Regions from separate parts of the Sus scrofa genome. Here region 1 is linked to region 2. A link is a contact called in public Hi-C data. All regions are on one chromosome and are shown on one strand. The core of a region is the stretch at or near the end of the contact, and the rest is flanking DNA. Distances in the headings are between cores, read along the strand shown.

The links. Hi-C and Micro-C count contacts between places; a contact is called where the count stands out from the background.
Region 1: a Hi-C map of omental adipose tissue shows a contact between it and region 2, with 2.0 times the contacts expected there. The contact joins two enhancer-like sites. A contact is called at or near these places in 10 of 47 Hi-C or Micro-C datasets (alveolar macrophages, brain, embryonic fibroblasts and 5 more) and 2 of 2 datasets of contacts at active chromatin or transcription factors (alveolar macrophages and skeletal muscle).

The regions. Positions count from the first base shown.
Region 1 is chr3:97,510,405-97,513,117 of Sscrofa11.1, forward strand. The region is part of intron 2 of LOC106509843 (a long non-coding RNA gene); the gene reads right to left. Among named protein-coding and RNA genes, the nearest start is that of TRNAI-UAU, 56 kb to the right of the region's middle. Within about 2 kb of position 1,332, at least 27 of the 83 cell types and tissues checked have an H3K27ac peak or open chromatin away from gene starts, as enhancers often do. A contact at or near this core is called in omental adipose tissue and retroperitoneal adipose tissue, where this site is marked.
Region 2 is chr3:97,429,407-97,432,313 of Sscrofa11.1, forward strand. All of the region lies in intron 4 of LOC106509843 (a long non-coding RNA gene), which reads right to left. Among named protein-coding and RNA genes, the nearest start is that of TRNAI-UAU, 140 kb to the right of the region's middle. Within about 2 kb of position 1,420, at least 27 of the 83 cell types and tissues checked have an H3K27ac peak or open chromatin away from gene starts, as enhancers often do. A contact at or near this core is called in omental adipose tissue and retroperitoneal adipose tissue, where this site is marked.

The sequences.
Region 1 (2,713 bases), core at 82-2,581, 81 kb after region 2:
TAAACAAAACCCCTTAACCATGTGATCAGCCTTCCTGGATCCTTCCTGGTAGCCATCTACCCAACCCTTATAACACACAGTAAGACAGAAGCCTGTAGCCTCTAATTTCACTTCCTGGCTGGCCTTTGGGTGAGTATGTTGCAGTAACACATGTGGGCATGTCTACAGAGAGCGGATAGTGGATAGCCATATAGCAATTAGTTTAGAAAATGTCTTTATTCCAAATCGAGGAGAACTCCTTAGTACAATGTTCAGAAGTTGTGCCTTTCCTATCCTATTAAAACCCAAGGCTGAAAGTAGAACGACACCTACCACAGCAGTGGCAGAAAGAAGGTTCTTGGCAAGGCCAGCTTCATTAGCAGAATGTACACTGGCTGAGAGCCCCACCCACTACTTTCAGTCTCCAAATAAGCCTGTGGTAAAGCAAACAGCAAAGAGACAGTGCTATGAAACCAGGCGGGCTGAACGCTGTATTCTAAGTCTTGGGAAATTAGAAAAACTAGTTCTTGGGCTTCGAGTCCTAAAAAGAAAGGGAGCGGCTGTCATGGAACCAACTGGGACTCCAAATGGTTTGGAACAAGAGGAGGACTGGAAGAAAGAGTAGAACCCAGATACTGCCTGAGACCATAGAGGGATGGACTGGAACATTCCTTTCTCAATCTCTTGTTGAGGAGGGACGGAAATTAAAAGCAGATGCATACTCTATATTGTCTGAGATTGCTGTGGATGTGACAGCCTAAATGTTCAGAAAACCATATACAGTTCATCTGCACTATAGGTTAGGCTTTTCTCAACACGTCCCTTTTGCTGCCCTTACTAAGTTCTGTGTAAACCTCCCGTCGACAGTGTAGGAGACACAGGGGGGCCCACCTAACCATCTCAGGTGAAGACGCTGGGTCTGGAGCGGGAAGCCCTGTTAGAGCCACACGTCAGGGCAGGGGGCCAGGGCCCGGCCCACTCCCATCCGGGGTCGCCCGGCTGTGCCACGCAATATGTAGTTTGTAGGTTTTGTTTATCCTCTTAAGCTGGCCTTTCCTTGTTTCTAGAAAAAGATAAACACACCCTGAAAACTCATCTGCTGCTCATTAGAGGGGGTAAAAAAGAGACACAGGATTCTGAATTTCATTTTGCAAATGGCCAGAAAGGTGTCCATTGAAATGAATAATTATTTCTGGTTGAGAGGACAGGATACCCTTCTCTAGCACGTCCAAGCCCTTCCTGGGTGCTCTCAGGCCTGAAAGAGCGGGGCTCCTCTCCTCCCTGCCCAGTCTCCCAAGGAAGATCAGAACCCCACGCCTCAGAGCACTACCAGCGTTGGCCTCTGAGCACATGACCAGCGCCATCCAGGCCTCTCCTGCTGGCCCTTGCAGGGCAGTGAGGGCTCTGAAAGGCCCCAGCCAAACCCTGGACTCCGGCGACATCCTCTCTTGGCCCCAGAGGCCAGAAGGGCAGCCGAGGGGAAGCAGAAACAGGCTGTTGGTTTTTCTGCCACTGCTTTGATTTTTTGTTTTTCCAAGAAGAAAACACTCAGCCCCGATCCCGGGGGAAGCGGGGAGGACAGAGCGAAGGCTATTTCTGAGCCTCTGCCTCCCCCAAAGGAAGGGTGTGAACAGTGCAAAAAGAGTCCAGCCCTGGCTTCCTGGAATCGAGCATGTGGGCAGGGTTCTGCAGTTTGCAACGATGCTTTGATGACTTTATCTCATTGGGGGGCCTCACAGTAACCCTGGTGGGTGAGAGTGGAAAGGGGTTGTTACCCCCACTTGACTAGTGAGGAAACCGAAGCTCTGGGGTGGTAACTAACCGCTGAGAAAGAGCCGAAGTTCAGATCCTAGGGCAGGCCCTCTGACTGCAAACCTCCTGCCTCATCCCCACTCCCATGTGCCTCTGGACAGGGGCGATTCACACGCCCGTGCCCAGGCTCTGCAGCCCAGCGTCCCGGACGAGACCTCTCTGAGAGTGATAAGAATCAACACCCTGCCCCAGTCCTGCCACCATGTGACTGCGTGGTCTTGGGCATATTCCTGCTCCCTCCTGGCCCCAGTTTCTTCATTTGCAAGTGGTGATAACAGTCCTTTCTGTGTCCACCTCTATCCATTGATGAGAGGATCGAATAAGACACCCTATGGGAAATGGCTTTGCAAGTTCTAGCATATTCTACCAACACAGGTAGTACTACCTTCATGATGGGAGCGAGCAGAAAGGCTCCCTGCCTCAAATTATCTCCCTGCCCTCCCTTCATTGGCATTCAGCTTCTAGTGAGTCTTTCCTCTTGGTAAAGGGCAGATCCACCTGGAAAGGCACGCATCTCCAACCATTATCAGTCATGAGTTTCACAGAGGAAATGAGTTTATCAGCCACCCAGGGCTTGGAGGGGGGCAGGAGCTAGAGCAGAGGGCGTCCAGTGCCTACCTGAATAAAAGCAGGAGATGGGAGTTCCTGTCGTGGCTCAGTGGAAATGAATCTGACTAGCGTCCATGAGGTTGCAGGTTTGATCTCTGGCCTCGCTCAGTGGGTTAAGGATCTGGCATTGCCATGAGCTGTGGTGTAGGTCGCAGATGCGACTCAGATCCCGCCTTGCTATGGCTGTGGTATAGGGCGGCAGCTACAGCTCTGATTCAACCCCTAGCCTGGGAACCTCCATATGTCATGGGTGTGGCCCTAAAAAGACAAAACAAAACAAACAAACAAAAAAAAACCAAGAGATGGTCACAGG
Region 2 (2,907 bases), core at 170-2,669:
CCCAGATGGAAATAAGACCTTGTATCTCAGTCTCCCCCGCACACTTTTGAAAAAAAAGAAAAAGCAGAGGGGGAAAAATTAAAAAAAAAAAAAAAAAAAAAACAGTTGGTGGAAACTGAAGTTCAAAATGGAGCATACTCTATTTCTTAGCCTGGGAAAGGAAAAATAAACCCCAAAGAGCGACTCCATTCAAGTGTGCGTTATCTGGCTCATCCTAGCCACGAACTCTCTCTCCTCCCTTCTCCGACCGGGAAGTACTGAGCCTACAAACAGCCCCCATGCCCACCCCTAACCCAGCGTGGGCAGACAATGGGCCAGAAAACCCAGCTCAGCCAAGGCCTCTCCCTGCAGCCCCCAAGAGGCCGTAAGATTGGGAAACACAAGGCTATTTTTAATGTCCTAGTTGCCGACCCACCGCGGCTCTGCGAGCCTGAGAAATGGTATCATTTGTGGGAGGTGGCACTGATTTCTTTTTTAACTTGCTCAGACAAAGCCACATTTTTGCAACTTTCAGAAAAGCCAAAAAGGCCACACTTTCCAAGGGTGACCCCTTCCTGGGCCTGCCCTCCTGCCCCACGGAAGGGCTCGCTCAGGTGTGTCTGGGAAGGCAGCCCCCCCACTGGCATGTGCTGGGCAGGGCCCAGGAAACAGAATAAAGGCCCAGACAGCACCCAGGAGATCCGGTGAACCAGGAAGGAGCAAGACGGGCAGAGACCCGTAGGATCGGAGAGGGGTAGAGTCCTCCACCTGTGAGGGAGGCCCGTGTGCTGGGGGACAGGCAACCACCTCCCCTGGGGGACAGGCAACCATCCCAAAGAGAAAAGGGTGAGAGGTCACACACAGAGGAAATGGTTTCGTGCTAGTCACCCAGCTCCCAAATCCACTGGGGGCAGGGGGCTTTGTGCAGTGGATGTGTCCGGGGGCCAAGAGGGTGCCCCCAGTGGGCCTACCAGGCTGAGGCAGCCCTTGAACTCTGGGCTGAAAGAATCCAACTGTAATAACAGGAGCCCCTCTGTTCTTGGGGCTTCTAAAGGTTTTTGCCATGAGGGCACGACCCCACCTGGGCTCCAGAGGCCTCGCCCTGCCCTCTTCCAGGACAAAGAGATGGAGAAAGATGGATGAAAGCAGAGAGAGGCCCAGGTGGGGCAGAGAAGTAGAGAGAATACAGAAGCCTGAAGATGCAGAGAGACGGAAAAGCCAAAAGTGGGGAAGAGGGAGGAGGTTTTTCTTTGTTGATCCCCAGCCCCAGCTCACAGCTGTCAGGACAGACAGAAGGGTGACCGCTCACGAGGACCAGACTAGAGGGAGGCGAACAGTGGACTGCTTCGTTTCCCCACCTAGCCTGTGGCCCACAGCCTAGAGGTGGGGTGGGAGCCCGGGGGTCTCTGCTCACCGCCTGTGCACCAGCCCCCATGACCCACCGGGAAGCTGACTTCCCCGCCCGGCCCACACTCACTCAGCCCTTCCCTACACGCACTGGCCCTGCGACCTTGAACGGCTCTCTTCATTTCTCAATTCTCTCATCTGCAAAAAGGAGATAATAATAGTACCTCCCTCCCTTGGGCGTTTCGAGGATGAATTTGACAAGGCACGTGTGTGCATGTGCGTGTGTGTAAATGCTTCACACATGCCTGGCACACAGTGAGGGCTTGATAAATAGCAGCTTTAATGCATGTGGCATGTGGTCAATAAATGGTGGCTGTTATTGCTGCGATTCCCGGGGAGAGGCGGGGCTGGGAATGTTGGGAAAGAGAGCAGAGGGCAGGCGGGAGGGGGAGGCAGAGGAAGGAGCCTGGCGGGAAGGGGCCAGAGGAAGGCGATGCAGAGTTAGCAGAACCATATGCCCCAAAGCTGGACGGGCCTTGAGACCACCCTGACTCACCCGTGGCACCCCTGGTGCTGACCCTAAAACGGATACCCAGGGGGTGGGGGTGACGGAGCGGGGCCTTCCTACTGATGGCCACACATCCCAGGTTCCACAGTTCCCCACACTGTGAGCTCAGGTCAGCCTCACACTGAGCCCTCAACACCCCACCCTGGGGATGTCTGCCCTTTGGTGGGACAGTTTGGAAAGCCCAGGCCCCAGAAGAGCAGAACAACAGCCTGAGAGGTCAGCAGGTGACTCAGGGCCCATCCCAGCCCCCAAAGCATTTACGGGAAGCGCAAGAAACCAAGCAGAGTCTGTCATCCTGGCTGATCAGAGAAGCCAGTGCCATGTGAAGAAGGGCGCCCAGCAGCCACTTTAGCTGCCCGGCATTATTGGAGTCTGGTCCTTCTGTCCCGGGAAGCCCAGGTTCTGGGGAGGGGACAGACCTTCAGCCTCTTTACAGCCTTCAAGAAGCACCTCCCCACCACCACCCAAGCTGACCCAGAGCCTGCTCTGCCCGCACAGCTGCCATCTGGGGCCCCAGGCCCAGCCCCCACCTCCCTCCCAGAGAGGGGCCCAGGCAACACCTCCCTGGTCTCGGAGGCAGGCAGAGGAAGCGGAGTCAGACTTTAAGGGCCACGGGAGGGAAATCTGGAGACCTGAGTTGTAACCCTGGCTTGCTCCCTGTACAGAAGAGGCTCACTCTTTCAGAGCTTCATTTGCCTCCCCCAGAAAATGGGAATAATAATGTTTACATGGTGGGCACTTGGTGAGACAATGGCACATATCTCACCACTTACATAACACTCTGACCCGCTCCTTCGTGGGTGGTGAAAAAGAGCGGTTGGGTGTGTGTTAGTTGGCAGCCTAAAGACTGTGGCTTTCGGCAGAGCTGGGTGTTTGCATGCAAACTATTCACTGGGAGGTGGATTAAATCTAGAGGCTGGTCCTTCCAGAATCTTGAGGCTGCATGGGCGGATGAGGGCGCTGGAACCCCATGGCACGTTCCCCTGGACTAAGTTAACGCTCCACACCTCAAT